Regions from separate parts of the Sus scrofa genome. Here region 2 is linked to region 1. Evidence: chromatin contacts called from public Hi-C data. All regions are on one chromosome and are shown on one strand. The core of a region is the stretch at or near the end of the contact, and the rest is flanking DNA. Distances in the headings are between cores, read along the strand shown.

Region 1 (4,590 bases), core at 1,303-3,802:
GAAAAAGAAAAAAAAATAAAAAAGAAGAAAACCTCATCATCTAGAGGAACTAGACATCTAAACCAACAATTACAGTACAGCATGGTAAGAGTTACTACAGAAGGGCTACGGGAGCACAACCAAGGGGCATTTACCTGGGGTGGGGGGCAGTGGACACCACGAACTCCTTGGAACCTTCCTGGAGGATTTATGTCCTCCTGCGGTAGCTTGGGTTGTTTCAGAAGCTCCGGCTTAATCCCCAGCCTGGTACAGTGGCTTAAAGGTTCCCATGTTGCTGCAGCTGCTGATTCAATCTCTGGCCCAGGAACTTCCATGGGCCAGAGGTGCAGCCATTTAAAAAAAAGAAAAAAAAAAAAAGTCACTCTGGGAATTCCCACTCTGGTGCACTGGATTAAGAATCCAACTGCAGCAGCTCAGGTCTCTACAGAGGGACACACAGGTTTGATCCCCAGCTGGCACAGTTGGCTAAAAGGATCCGGTGTTGCTGCACCTGTGGTGGCAACTGGGATTCAGTCCCTGGCCCAGTGAACTTTCACATGTTGTAGGTATGGCCATATTAAAAAAAAAAAAAAAAAAAAGAAGGCCACTTGCCACTCTGGTAGAAGAATGAAGCTTGGAGAGAGATGAGATGTGGGGTTAGTGAGGAGATTATGGTAGCATTCCAAGCTTTGTTTTGCTTTTTTTTTTTTTTTTTTTGTCTTTTTGCCACTTCTTGGGCCGCTCCTGCGGCATATGGAGGTTCCCAGGCTAGGGGTCGAATCAGAGCTACAGCTACCAGCCTATGCCAGAGCCACAGCAACGAGGGATCCAAGCCGCATCTGCGACCTACACCACAGCTCACGGCAACGCTGGATCATTAACCCACTGAGCAAGGGCAGGGATCGAACCCGCAATCTCATGGTTCCTAGTCGGATTCGTTAACCACTGCGCTACAACGGGAACTCCTGTTTTGCTTTTTAATGATGAGAGCCTGAACTGGGATGGAAAGGAGTTAGACTGGGGAGACATTTGGTAAGAGAATCAGTAAGACTTGGAGATATATGGGGAATCTTAGATTCAGAGAACACAAATTTGGAAGATACTTAAAGACAGATGGCCTTCTGCATTAGACTGTAGGCTGCCAAGCCACTGGCAAATGGGGCAGGTGGTCCGAGTCTGTGCCTTCCCAACCTAGCAAAAAGTAGGCACTTTAGAGAGGGCTGCTGAATGACTGGCTGGATGAACGACTTTTCTCTTCCAAAAACCTGAGCCTCTCCCATCCTCTGTTCCCCAGGTGCTAGGTGTGATTTAGCTTCCTCAGCACTGTGATAGGCAGGGGCCATGCAGGCAACTTACCAACAATGGCACAGACTGTTTTACTGAAGAAGGGGGATAAATCCTTTTTAAATTCCCTTGAGCCCCTCTTATTTTAGTATCCATTAACTCTAATTTTTTTTTTAATCTTTTTTTAGGGCCGCACCCACAGCATATGGAGGTTTCCAGGCTAGGGAACCTACACCACAGCCACAGCAACGCCAGATCTGAGCCACCTCTGCGACCTACACCACAGCTCAGGGCAACGCCAGATCCTTAATCCACTGAGCAAGGCCAGGGATGGAACCTGTGTCCTCATGGATGCTAGTCAGATTCGTTTCTGCTGAGCCACGACGGGAACTCCAGTACCGGTTAACTTTAATTTTTAACTTCAAACTCCCCCAATTTAACCTCAGGAAACCCCAATACAATTCAAGGCCACAAATATTATTGGTTTGAGTGAAGGGAGTTGCTAAAAAGATGATCAGGCTGTGTCCTTGCCCTCTCTGAGTTCCCGATCCAGACTGCATTTGACAAGACAAGCGTGCTGAGCAGGGAGTTTACATAAGGGTTGAGAGCAATGGGGACACTGTGGAGAAGGGACCTCACCCCGTGAGCTGCCTTATAAACTCCAGAGCAGAGTCTGGGGCCCCATGCCACCCTCCCTAGGTTTAATGCTGAGATGGCACTCCCGGAGGCTGACATGAAAGCAGCCTCATCAAAGGGTCAGCGTCATTAGGGTGATGAACCAGTTGGTGCTTGGAGATCCAGAGGGGATGAAAGGCGCGGTGTGAAGACGCCCTGCGTTCCTCTGGCTTGGTTGGGCAGGGCTTCTAGGGGCCGATGAACGCTGGGGAAGAAGGACTCAAAGTGTCTCTTCTTTCCTTTCGTGAAGGAAGCTGTGGACACACTCTCAAGGTCGAAAAGATAGTAGTGGGGGGGGGGGGCTCTTTCCCTCCAGGTCACAGGATCCCTACCCAGTCCGACTCTCCGAGCCTCACGGGAGACTCTCTAGGATTGGAAGTTGTTATGGCAACGAGGCTCTCAGAATACTGAGAAAAGCCAAAGCCTAGAGAGGAGACAGCAGCCTGTATCCCTCGTCCGACCCAAGGGTAAAGTGGCGCCCCCTACGCACAGGAACCGTCTCTGGGTCCCCGCCCCAGGGCGGAGACCACCGTGGACCTCCGAGGGCGGGAGGCCGCTCTGGCCCCAAGCAGAGCCTCTCGCTGGTAGACGGGCCCGAGGGAACCCCTCTGGGCGCAGCGCCGCCGAGCTGCTCGATGGTCCGACCGGAAGTGCTCTTCACCGCCGGCCTCCCACCCGGCTCTCTGGTCCCGGCGGTAAGATGGCGGCTGCCGCGGAGTGCGATGTGGTAATGGCGGCGACCGGGCCAGAGCTGCTCGACGACGAGGAAGCGAAGAGGTAACCGGGTGGCAGGGTAGGGGAACGGGCGAGCTTAAGCTCCGTGGCTCCGGGAACCCCGTCCTTGCCGTGGTGCAGCCCCTGTCGAGGCGATGCCCCGCCCTCCGAGACCCCCCCCCCCCAATCTGGGCTCGAGTCCGGATGGACCCCCTGAAGGGGCGCTCTCGGAGGTCGGCCCTTCCCTCCAGCTTCCGCCTGGCTGGGGAGCTGAGGCTCGGCCTTGTTTCCCCAGCAGAGAGGAAGGTCGTCCTCATTGCAGAGGCCAGGTCTCTGAGGGGATCTGGGAGGTTTGTTGCGGGGTGGGGGAGGCGGCGCAGTGGTGATGACGACTTCTTACATCGCCCCCGACCCCCTCCTCCTCTTGCTAACTTCTGCACATTGTTGTCTATCAGCACTTTGCATCGCCAGAACCCTCTTTTCTCTCTCCCTTTCCTCCGTAGTTATACCCCAGCGAGTACTAGTCTGGCCCGAGGTGATTGTGTGTCTTCATTATTGACCTGGTGGCCCCTCGGTTGCCCTAGAAGTTGAAGGTGATAAAGAAGGGTGAGGGGCTTGTCTCATGGTCTGCACGCCCAGCCCCCCGTCCCCCTCCGTCCTTCCTAAGATCCTCATTTTCCCCAGGACTATTTCTTAAGCAGCAAGAAGGAGGCCAGCTGCTTGGGCGCTGTTGGCGCTGCTGGGCAGCCGCAGTGGCTCGAGATTGCCAGTCCGGACTAGCCAAGGGAGCTGCTGAGTGAGTGGTTTTCGAGAACACTCTGGGTTTTGGCTACAGCTAAAGCAGGTTATTGGAGTGGGGTTGGAACACAGTTGTGGGTAGTCATACTTGTCCTAATGCTGGAGCGGAATTCACGAAAAGGTTCTGGAAGTTTGGAGCCCTTTCCTTATCAGGCGCAACTTAATTGACTACGGTTCCCTCGTTCTCCTTCCTACTTATTGCATATCTTTATATCAAGCCCATATGGCTTCAGTCTGGGTGGTTTCAGGTGGTGCGTAGTTCATGAGATCTGCAGTCAGGATTCTGAGGGGTATTTTGTTTGTTTGTTTGTGTGTTTTTACTGTCCAGGTTTGAAACATAAGGGGTGCTCAGGGAGGCAGATGAATAGTTACCAAGTTTAAGGATGGTTATTGCAGTCAGTGTCCCAAGTTCCTGACCTCTTGGAAGCCAAGAGCCTCACAAAGTGGAGTAGGCCCCTGGGATTTCAGAGACGTCAGGAAACCAGAGCAACTAGTCTCTCTCAGTTTTGAGCTTTCACAAACCAGTTACTTCCAGGTATTTAGAATTAAGCATCATCAGCATCATTAAGTAAGTACAAAACGAGACGCACAACTACCCCCAATACACAGAGCTTAAGTTAATTGTAAGGATTTACCTTGTGTTTGGAAAAAGTTCAATGGTTGTTTGTACTATAAATAGGAAGTTGGGTTGTAAGTAATTTAAAGTAAACTCACTCTGCTCAGTATGTATCTCTTTGACATGGAGTTCCCATTGTGGTTCAGGGGTAGCAAACCCAGCTAGTAACCATGAGGACGCAGGTTCCATCCCTGGCCGTAGCTCAGTGGGTTAAGGATTCCGAGTTGCCCTGAGCTGTGGTGTAGGTCGCAGATGTGGGTTGAATCTGGTGTGGCTGTGGCTGTGGTGTAGGCTGGCAGTTGCAACTCCAATTCGACCCTTAGCCTGGGAATTCCATGTGCTACAGGTGCAGCCCTAAAGAGACTAGAATGAAATAAAATAAATAATCTCTGACATAAGAACTGTCTCTAATTTGAGTTTCACTGCAAAGTCCCTATGTAAAGCAAATTCTTCTCCTTTAAACAAAAACACACATCTTTAGAAAATATTCTGTCATAAGAAACTTAAAACAGGAGTTCCTATTG
Region 2 (4,590 bases), core at 874-3,373, 210 kb after region 1:
TGTGCCTGGCAGGTCGTGTGCCCCCTATGGTCCTCTCTCTGGTCCAGCAGGGGTCAGAGGGTGTGTACTGGGAGGGAGGGCAGAGAGCTAGGGTCTCTGCTGATCTCTTGGGTGAGAGCAGCAGCAGGAGGACCGAAGGGGAACCACAGACCCAGGCCTGGGTCAGGGACCCCGAACTGGGTCTCTTTCACAGCCCTGGGCAGTGGCAGAAACCCATCAGCCAGGCCACAATGCTTACTGTAGAGACACGGGGGTCTGAGCCCTGGTTTCTCCATCTGTAAAATGGAGACACCATCCCTCCACAGCCTCTTTTGCAGGGTTAGTGACCCTGCAATAGGGAGCCTGGTCGGGGGTGGCGAGGTGAGGTGGTGATCCATGGTCTGGCACTGCCCTCTAGTGGCTGTAGTAAGAGTTGCTGGGCACCAGTGCCTGGACCTAGAGGGTTCTGTCACCTGGCGAGCCTGCAGTCCCCTTCAGCTCTGTCTTCTCCATCCCATTTCCTTCTTCACTGCAAACTTCCCAGGGGCCTTGAGGCTGTTTTCTCAAAGGCAGGGATAATTCAATTCGGCAAATATCTATGCAGCAAAAATTGAACGGTCCCCTACTGATGTCCTGTCCTGTGCTAGGTGTTGGAGCTGCAGAGGTGAGGTGTCTCAGTAAGTTTGTCCAGGACGCTGGTGGCTGATGGGGGAGCCACTCGACAGGGCTTCAAGGCTAAAGCCTCATTATGTCTGGGCCATGCTGATGCCCTGTCACCTCCTGATGTTCTCCAACCTCACTATCCACAGGAAGCCTTGGGGTTGGGTTTTGTCTCCTTAAGACTTTTTGCTGGAGTTCCCATCGTGGCTCAGTGGGTTAAGGACACAATGTAGTCTCGGTGAGGATGTGGGTTCAATCCTTGGCCTCGCTCAGTGGGTTAAGGATCCAGTGTTGCTGCAAGCTTGGACATAGATTGCAGATGTGCCTCGGATCCAGTATTGCCATGGCTGTGGTTTAGCCCCAGCTGCAGCTCTGATTCCATCTCTCACATGGGAACTTCTATTGGCTGCAGGTGCACCCATAAAAAGAAAAAAAAAAAAGAATTTTCGCTGACAGAGAAAGACAAATACCATATGATATCACTTATATGTTGAATCTAAAATATGACACAAATGGACTTATTTACAAAACAGAAACAGACTCACAGACACAGAAAACAAACATCATTAACAAAGGGGAAAGTGTGGGGAAGATATAAATTAACAGATGCAAACTGCTAGATATAAAGTAGATAAACAGGAGTTCCCGTCGTGGCGAGGAACTGTGAGGTTGCGGGTTCAGTCCCTGGCCTTGCTCAGTGGGTTAAGGATCCAGCGTTGCCGTGAGCTGTGGTGTAGGTTGCAGACGCGGCTCGGATCCCGCGTTGCTGTGGCTCTGGCGTAGGCCGGTGGCTACAGCTCCGATTGGATCCCTAGCCTGGGAACCTCCATATGCCTTGGGAGCAGCCCAAGAAATGGCAAAAAGACAAAAAATAAAATAAAATAAAATAAAATAAAATAAAATAGATAAACCGCAAGGTCCTTCTGTATAGTACAGGAACCTATATCCAATACTTTGTATTAACCTATAAAAAAAAGAATATGAAAAATAATATATATGGGCAACTGGATCAGTTTTCTGTACACCAGAATTGAATACAATATTGTAAATCAACTATACTTCAACGAAAACTATTTTGCTGACAAATAAACCATAGAAAACATGCATGCTTTATGTAGTCTTAATGTTCACAGCAGTGTTATTTACATTAGCCAAGATATGGAAGCAAAGTGCCCATCAACAGATGAATGGATAAAGAAGATGTAAAAAATACATATATGGAGATCCCATCGTGGCTCAGTGGTTAACGAATCCGACTAGGAACCATGAGGTTGTGGGTTCGATCCCTGGCCTCGCTCAGTGGGTTAAGGATCCAGTGTTGCCGTGAGCTGTGGTGTAGGTTGCAGACATGGCTCAGATCTGGCGTTGCTGCGGAAAAAGACAAGGGTGACCTGGAATGGAGTATGAATGGGAGAGATGGGCTAGAGATGGATTTCTGGGGGTGGGGATGGCATGGGGGAATGGGAGAATCACAACAATCTAGAAGAGAGAATGAGACCTCCACAGCAGAAGGGCTGACAAGGAGGCAGACATTTAGAAATATTTAGGAGGTAAATCAAGCAGGATTTGGAGATTGACAGTATTCAAGAGGAGGAAAACTGGGACCCCAAGAATGATGCCAAGGCTTTAAAAGAATCAGTGCAGCAGCCATCTCTTTTTGGTTTTGTGGGTTCCTCTGGTCCAAAGGCACAGAAATGGCCCCTGGACCCCTCTGCTGCCCTACAGTTCATTCAGGACCTACTTACGGCGACCCTCATAGGTACCAGGACCTGTGCTGTGCTCTGAGGGACCTGCTTCCCGTGCTGAAGGGGAGTAGCTCTGATCGTGGAGGCAGACACGGTCTGACCACAGTTGCCATCGCGTAAAGGATGCTCTGGCGTGAAGGAGGGCGGGATCCGAGGAGTCTTTACGCGGAGACACCTAAGCGGGGTCTTCCGGAAGAACAGGAGTTTGCCCGCGTGGAAGGAGTCGGGCAGAGCGAATGAAAGCAGAGGTGAAGCATGAGGAAAGGCCATAAGACGAACCAAGAAATAAGAAAGAGGGCTGCCGAGCGAGCGGCTGGAGCGCTGGGGGTATGAAGTCCAGGATCCGTGTGTGACGCGCCAGTCTGGGCAGCGCGTGGAGACCGTCCTGGCGTTTGGATTTATCTCCCAGCCAACGAGGAAAGACACGATACAGCCCCAACTCACAGGTCAGATCCAGGGAAGGTAGCCGAAAAGCCTCGGGCTAGAGCGGAGGGAGGGGGTACCCCCACTTAGGGACCTCAGAGTCCCTGGACCCAAATCCCGGGGAAGCGGCCGCTTTGGGCAAAACCATTCTTAAGAGGTGGAGAGGGGAGAATAGCCTGCCTTGGGAGCCCAAGCCCGTGGAACCAGCTGAAACGTTTACTCGCTTCTTCTCTTCGCCTTTCTCTTACTTTTGCGCTCTCTTTCCGCCCCCATTGGCTCTCTCCCCCGAGCCTCCCCTCGTCTCGGGCACCACCAGTTGCTCCTAGGCCACCCCCCCACGCGTGGTACCGCCCGGCGGGCGCACAGCTAGGCACAGGTTATAAAGGCCGGGCTGCGACAGGCAGCCGACTGCGGACACAAGATGCGCCCGAAAGAGTTGGGGCAGGGATGCGCCGGGCACGGGCCGGGACCCGGGGATCCCGGAGCAGTCACCCCTGCTCCTCCGTCCGCAGCCAATCCCGCTCCACAGCCTTCCACCGAGCCTGAACCCGTCCCTGCGCAGGCACCCGAGGCTGGACAGGGAGCAGGATACGGATCCAGTTGCGTCTCAGGACCCCCGGAAGGCGCTCGCCGGGCCTCCGAGTCTGGATCCAAGGCAGGAGCCCAGCGCACGTCTGCATTCTCCGTCGACCAGGGGAATGCACAGTCCGTGCTCGACAACTCGGACGTGCCGTGGACTCGCTTTATATTCCGAGGACCTTTTGGTTCCCAAGCCAGTGGCTTGGGGACTGGAAAGGCGGCGGGCATCTGGAAGACGCCAGCTGCCTGCATCAGCCGGCGGCCTGAGGTGTCTGGCCCCGAGCGCACCGCCTTTATTCGAGAGTTAGAGGAAGGTAAACTAGGGTCCCCGGGTCCTCAGAGCGGGTGGGACAGCAGCAGGGAGGAGGGGGGCCTCTTCCGGTCCAGGCGCCCCATCCCCTCTGGTGCTCAGTCCCACCTCTCCAGCCACCCTGGAGATGTCACATTCTGCGGTGCCTCTCCGGTCGCCTCTTCCTCTTCTCCTCTCCCCTTCTCTCGTTCCCTGATTTCCTGTCTGTGGGTTGGGTCCCGGGACTCGAACGCTCCCCTCCCACCTCTTCGCGCCTGTTGCTGTGGTAGTTCTGCGCACTCTCAGTGGCCCCCTTCCCGGGCTACCGCAGTGCCAGGAGAGGGGCGGGGGGCTGCGGGAGGGCGCTGCCCGGTGCGCCCTGAGCCTGCGCTTGTCTGCCGCGCCAGCGAACGGGAGGTGGGTGGGCAGAGGGGGTATTTGCCAACCTCTTGGCTGCCGGGGTCAAGATCGCGCTTCCACCTCGACCAATCGTAGGGGTCGAGAGGTGGGCGGAGCCTCAGACAGATGCTGCCTCTCCTCTGCCCTCCCACCCTCTCTTGGGTCGCTGGAGATCTCTGGGTTGGGTCTAGAGGCTCAGGTGTCCCCCACTCCAGTGCTGGAGAAGTCTCCTCCTCACTACACGCAACAAGTGCGGATGGGTGACTGTGCCAGTTTTTGATGACCCATGAGGCTCCAGTGAGCTGGCTAGGGCTGCCTTCTGGGTTAGGGGTGATGAGTCAGTAGGCGCTGTACTTCCGCTAGCTGCCTCCATTCTCCTAGGTTCCAGGGACTGTAGAACTGTAATCTCCCTACCTCATCCAGCCTCTTCCACGAGAAAAAAAAAAAAAAAAAAAAAAGGCCCTGGAAGCAGGGAAGGGAGTATTGAGTACTGGGGGCGTGGAGAGGATATTGGGG

What was found. A called contact is a pair of places that touch in the nucleus more often than the background predicts.
Region 2: a contact with region 1 is called in a Hi-C map of liver, with 4 times the contacts expected there. The contact joins the promoter of HAP1 here to the promoter of DNAJC7 in region 1. A contact is called at or near these places in 4 of 47 Hi-C or Micro-C datasets (liver, retroperitoneal adipose tissue, skeletal muscle and 1 more) and 1 of 2 datasets of contacts at active chromatin or transcription factors (alveolar macrophages).

What each region holds. Positions count from the first base shown.
Region 1 is chr12:20,723,385-20,727,974 of Sscrofa11.1, forward strand. DNAJC7 (dnaJ homolog subfamily C member 7) reads left to right here and starts at 2,553. Exons shown (of 15, transcript XM_003131409.5): 1 at 2,553-2,715. The coding sequence starts at 2,639.
Region 2 is chr12:20,936,340-20,940,929 of Sscrofa11.1, forward strand. HAP1 (huntingtin-associated protein 1) reads left to right here and starts at 2,124. Exons shown (of 11, transcript XM_021066999.1): 1 at 2,124-3,700. The coding sequence starts at 3,229.